2 separate regions of the Mus musculus genome follow, and region 2 is linked to region 1. The links are chromatin contacts, called in public promoter capture Hi-C maps. All regions are on one chromosome and are shown on one strand. The core of a region is the stretch at or near the end of the contact, and the rest is flanking DNA. Distances in the headings are between cores, read along the strand shown. Region 1 holds the start of Xpc (xeroderma pigmentosum, complementation group C). Region 2 holds the start of Kbtbd8 (kelch repeat and BTB (POZ) domain containing 8).

The links. Promoter capture Hi-C pulls out the DNA fragments that hold promoters and counts their contacts.
Region 2: a promoter capture Hi-C map of pre-B cells shows a contact between it and region 1. The contact joins the promoter of Kbtbd8 here to the promoter of Xpc in region 1. A contact is called at or near these places in 1 of 39 promoter capture datasets (pre-B cells) and 1 of 484 Hi-C or Micro-C datasets (CD8 T cells).

Annotation. Positions count from the first base shown.
Region 1 is chr6:91,514,458-91,517,203 of GRCm38.p6, forward strand. It overlaps Xpc (xeroderma pigmentosum, complementation group C), which reads right to left and starts at 1,431. Exons shown (of 16, transcript NM_009531.2): 1 at 1,249-1,431. The coding sequence starts at 1,342. Lsm3 (LSM3 homolog, U6 small nuclear RNA and mRNA degradation associated) reads left to right here and starts at 1,578. Exons shown (of 4, transcript NM_026309.2): 1 at 1,578-1,621; 2 at 2,591-2,701. The coding sequence starts at 1,601.
Region 2 is chr6:95,116,482-95,119,227 of GRCm38.p6, forward strand. Kbtbd8 (kelch repeat and BTB (POZ) domain containing 8) reads left to right here and starts at 1,399. Exons shown (of 4, transcript NM_001008785.5): 1 at 1,399-1,493; 2 at 2,042-2,252. The coding sequence starts at 1,478. Kbtbd8os (kelch repeat and BTB (POZ) domain containing 8, opposite strand) reads right to left here and starts at 1,150. Exons shown (of 2, transcript NR_153843.1): 1 at 1,111-1,150.

The DNA of each region.
Region 1 (2,746 bases), core at 181-2,680:
TCATGGAGTGAGTGTCTTAGACCTGAAGCAGAGAAGAAATTAGCCCCATCAAATATCCATGATGAACATTCTAAGCCAAAGAAACACCAAAGGCCAGCCTCCAGATAAATATACAGCATATCTAAAGAGCAGAAAGCAGGTCACTAAAGAACCAGGCATCTGCAATCCCTGTGATCAGGAGGATTAGACCGGAAGTCAGACTTCTAGACCAGCCAGCTGTTTAAATAAACAGGAAAAAAAAAAATCAAAATAAGAATATCTGAAACGGAAAGATCCAGATTTCTAGGCCAGCCTGCTGTTTAAAATAAACAGGAAAAAATCAAAACAAGAATATTTGGAAAGGAGACAGAATTGTGACAGCCTCTAAATCCTGTAGGAAACCAGCTAAGTGAGGAAGATGCTATACTTGCAGAGCGCAAGTCTGAGGGGGTTTTAGATAAGAAGACAGAGGCATGAGGTTTTGTTGTTCTACATCCGTTTGGCTGCTAGATGATGACCTGAGGCAGACAGATGAGAGGAAGCCAGAAAAGAAGCAACGTGAAGTTCACTTACTCAATTGTGGACAGGATCTCCAGCTATAAAATTAAAGAGAATTAGGTACAGATTTCATTGGTTCCGAAGCTGACTGGACTTGCTGCCGAACTGGCAGTTAAGAAAAGGTGTGATTTATTGAAATGGAACAACTGGAGGATGGATTTGTTTAAGAGGGAAGATGGAAGTTTTGCTTTGTTCAAGATCTAGGTAAGAAGCGCATTCTAGCCAGGGCGCAGTGGCAGACACGGGTTAATCCTAGCTCTAGGGAGGCAGAGACAGGTGGATCTCTTGAGTTTGAGGCCAACCCGGTCTACAAAGTAAGATCCAGAACAGCCAGGGCTACACAGAGAAACCTTGTCCGGAAAAACAAAGCAACAACAACAAAGCACATCCTAAACTCTGGAGTTACACTGGATGGCAGTCGGGAATTTGGAGAGAGATCTCGCACGCACTAGAGTCTCCCTCCGTCTTGGTTTTGGGGTCTCCTTGAGACACCTGGTAACTGCGAAGCTTTCTGCTGCTCAGCCTTCAACACTTGCTTAGAGGCTGAACTTGGCTCTAATGGTTAACAGAGGGGTTTAAGGCTGATAGCAGAGGCCCTCGGGGACGCCGCGCACCCGGCCGTGGAGACCTTGCCACAGGCGCAGATCCGCTCCGCCGCCCGCACCAGCCTCAGCCACCACTGCCTGGCATGTTGCAGACTCGGCCTCTCACCCGCAACGCTCTCCTCGTGCCGGGCTACTTTGTTGTCCTCGGTTTTCTGGCCCCGCTTCCGCCGCCTTCCGTCTGCGGTGCGCTTTGGGGCCATGCTAGCCAGAGGCGTTCCTCGGGACTACCGCGCAGGACGCCGCAGGTCTCCGCGTGCCCGCCCCGCCCGGAGGCGGGCCACGCCTGGCCGCGCCCCCAGCCCAGGGTAGGACCACGCCCTCGAAGGAAGCCCCGCCCCCATGCAAACTACGAGGGCGCGAAGGGACAAAAATAATATAGTTCGCCTTCAGTGCGTGGCGGCCTAAGGTTTCTGAGTTCCTGTTCCCGCGAGAGGTGGAAAGGGCGCAGCGTTTGAAACATGGCGGACGACGTAGATCAGGTAAGTTTGACCTGAGGCGTTCGAAGAGGAAATGCTTTCGCTTCTCGCTTTTTCCACGCTTCCCGTGGGATGGCCCTTTTCTTTTTTTCCGAGTCACCACGGCCTTCCGTAGCCGGGCCTGCTCCTGAAACCTCCGTAGGCCCAGAGTTTCTCAACCCGCCCGTCTACCCATCGCGCTCGTCGTCGCCCTTTCTCTGTAGAATGAATGCAGGCGGCTGGAGATGCCCATCTCTGGGAGCTAGCTGTCGGGATTCCGACAGAAAGCGGGAGGTCGTAGCAGGACACCAGTTTAGCAATCCGAGTGAACACGGGGGGCACAGGCAGTGGTTCCCTTGGAGTGAATTACGAGGGGAGGTCAGAGGAAAGGTGCAGTTCTAGGAGATGGAGAAACTGCTAGAGATGGAGTATGAAGAAAACAAGCAAAGATCTGGTACACAGGCCAACAGAAGGGCCTACGGGCCTCTGCACCTACCCTTCCCTATTTCTTAGGTAGCTGGTGTACCTTGGCCACCAAAATGTCTTTCACACCCTCACATGCACACACAGCCCCTGCACACACACACACACACACACACACACACACACACACACACGTACGTACGTGCTACCCTACTGTGTTTCTCTCCAGAGCATGTTGTTTTAAATATGTATAGCCCCTGCACACACACACACACACACACACACACACACGTATGTACGTACGTACGTGCTACCCTACTGTGTTTCTCTCCAGAGCATGTTGTTTTAAATATGTATTTATTTAAAGTGTTTCTTCCACAACTAGAGTGTAAGTTCCTTAATGGGGATTTATTGGGGCTGGAGAGGTGGCTTGGCAGATAAGAGCGCTTGCTGATCTTGGAGACAACCCTGGTTGTGTACTAGCACCCACATGCTGCTCTCTCAGCTGACCAGTGATTGAAACACCACCCGGCCTCTGTATCCTATGAGTAAGCCTTTGCCTTTCCTCAGCAACAGACCACCAATACCGTAGAGGAGCCCCTGGATCTGATCAGGCTCAGCCTGGATGAGCGAATTTATGTGAAAATGAGAAATGACCGAGAGCTTCGAGGCAGACTACACGTAAGTCTGTTAAAACATCTCAGAGCCAGAGGCTGCATCCTACCT
Region 2 (2,746 bases), core at 149-2,648, 3.6 Mb after region 1:
CTTTTAAGTTTCTACAACTTGTCAGAGCATCCTGTTAGATGCCAGAAACAGGATGAGGAAATCAGAATAGATAACAAGGTGGCTGGGGAGATGGCTCCGTGATTAAAGTGCTTGCCATGCCGAGAGAGAGAGAGAGAGAGAGAGAGAGAGAGAGAGAGAGAGAGAGAGAGAGAGAGAGAGTTAATATCTCTGGGTTTCGATTGAGAGACCATGCTTCACTGTATAAGGTAGAAAAGCAGCGTTGTAGGATTTCTGACACCAATCTCCGGCCTCCACGTGCACCTGCACCGCCCCCCAACATGTACATCCACTCGTGCAAACAAAACAAAACAAAACAAAACACCAAACCACAGATACAAATGCACACACACAGAGACTCAGACAGACAGACAGACAGACAGACACACACACACACACACACACACAATAGGAGAAGAAAAAAAAATAGGTCAACAATAAAACCCCTGCTTTCTTGCAAAAAACTATGAAGTAGACTGAATGCCGAGTGCTCGCTGTTATAAGAGAGGTTCAAGGGCTGGAAGAGCTTGTGCAAGAGCCAGGGTTGAGCACGGTCCAGAGGAGCGCCAGGCTCAGCCTCTCTCCAGCATCTCTTCACAGGAAAGCCGGAGGCCCTCTTCACGTTCAAGAAGCCCAGGGGAAATCAATTATCCGAGTCTCCCTTGAGTACTCGAGCGCTCTTCGGTGTGACAGGTGTTTCCTGGTGTGCTAGAAATGCAAGCCAAGTGGATTCAGGTCCTGAGTGGCCATGTAACCAGACCCAGTTGATCTGTGAAAAGCGGGGCATGTGGCTAAGGGGATGCAATTTCAAGTGGGCGTTACAGGTGACTCATCAGAGACCTATCGATGGTGTGTGTGTGTGTGTTGGGGGGGGGGGGGTTGTCTTATATCCTTTGTATTTTTGGATAACAGCCCTCCTGACCATTTCCAACTTTTCGGAGTTTCATAGCCCTCGTGCAGAGCGCGTTTTCATACCAGAATCTAGTCACGGATAGGGAATTTGGGGTATGAAGACAATTATTTTTAAAGTGGAGTCGAGACTAGGAGAGAGGCCCTTGCCGGGGAAATTTGCTCAATAAGAGCTTTTCCTACCTCACTCCTCAGAGTGACAGTTCGCCTCAGCCAGATGACTACATTTCCCAGCGGGCGCTGTGCATCTCAAGGCACAGGCTGGCGGGCTCGGGGCGCTCCTCCGCCCAGCTAGCCAATAGAAATGCTCGGCTTGGGCCTCTGTCCGACTAGGAGCACGCGGGAACGGGGGCCTTAAAACTACATTTCCCGACGCGCTGGTAATCGCGCACTGACCAATCAGAGCCAGGTATTTTGAGGCTCGGGGAGGAGCCGACTCGGTCAGCCACCCTCATTGGCTAGGCAACGCTTAGCAGAGCCGGAACCCGGGAGCGAGCGAAACGCAATGACATTTCCTCTTTAAATAACCGGAGCCGGGGCCCCTGTAGTAATGGCCGCGTCGGCAGGTGGGTGGCGTGGTGCGGCCGCCCGCAGTGTCGGAGGAGGGAAGCAGGAGCGCGGGCGCCGGCCACAACCTGAAGCGGCGGCCTTAAGGCGGGAGGGAAGGATGGAGAGACGGCGGGCGCGGAGGCGAGGATGAATGGGGAGGAGGGCGGTGGGCGGCGCGCCCGCGAAGATGGGGCGTCTGGGTACCGGCCGCCCGCGAGGCGGTTGAGGGGTGCCCTGGCAGTCGCCCTCGATCGCGCTGCCCTCGGGAGCCTTCCGTCCCGCGCTCGACCCGGAGCCGAGTCCCCGCGCATCGCCGCCGCTGCCGGCTCGGCTGGCTCGCCTCACACGCTCCCTCCGCGAGCGCGGCGGTCCGGGCTCGCCGGGCTCCGGAGGAGCGCGCCGGCCTGGGAACTTGTTCGCCCTTGTTGAGCTCTCGGCTCCTAGAGCCTGTGTCGGCGCTCCTGTGCCCACACACGGACGTTTGTGTACGGGGTGGGGGGGAAAAAAACCCACGATGCCGTAAACTGGCTTCGAACTTCTTGTGGTTGTGCGATTTTTCTCCTAGATTTAAGTAAGTCTTCCCCAACACCGAATGGGATTCCATCTTCAGACACAGCCAACGATACCATGGATCCTTTCCATGCTTGCAGTATTCTTAAGCAACTCAAAACAATGTACGATGAAGGACAGTTGACAGACATTGTAGTGGAAGTGGATCACGGGAAAACATTTTCCTGTCATAGAAACGTTCTTGCTGCAATCAGCCCCTACTTCAGGTATGACGACGGTAGAAACTTATATATTACTATCCGTACAAGACTCCCTTTCAACCCAGTGTTAGCCACTTGATTGTGGTACTGAGTTGGGACAAATACATAAAGGCAAACCAGGTGTTTATTTTCTGAGAGTAGGTAACAGGTCTTGCTTGTCTTACTAATGAGCCCCTGTTTTGAGGTGGGATTCCAGAGTTTAGATAGTTGGATTTTAAGTTAGTGGACTTGTGAGGTATTCATACTATGTATGCTGCCAGCCACATTTGAAAAAAATTATAATGCTTTAAAATTAAAATCAGTGGCGACACTAAAACATGTCACGTGCACAGACAACTAAGTGTGGCTGGTGGCTGCTGTACTGGGCAACGGGGATATACAGTGTTTCAATCAATCATTGAAATGATCTAGAATTTTAAATATTTCTGATGTTTCCCCACCCCCCACCCCCGGTTTTTAGTACATAGGACTTTTTTTTTTTTTTTTTTTTTTTGAGTTTA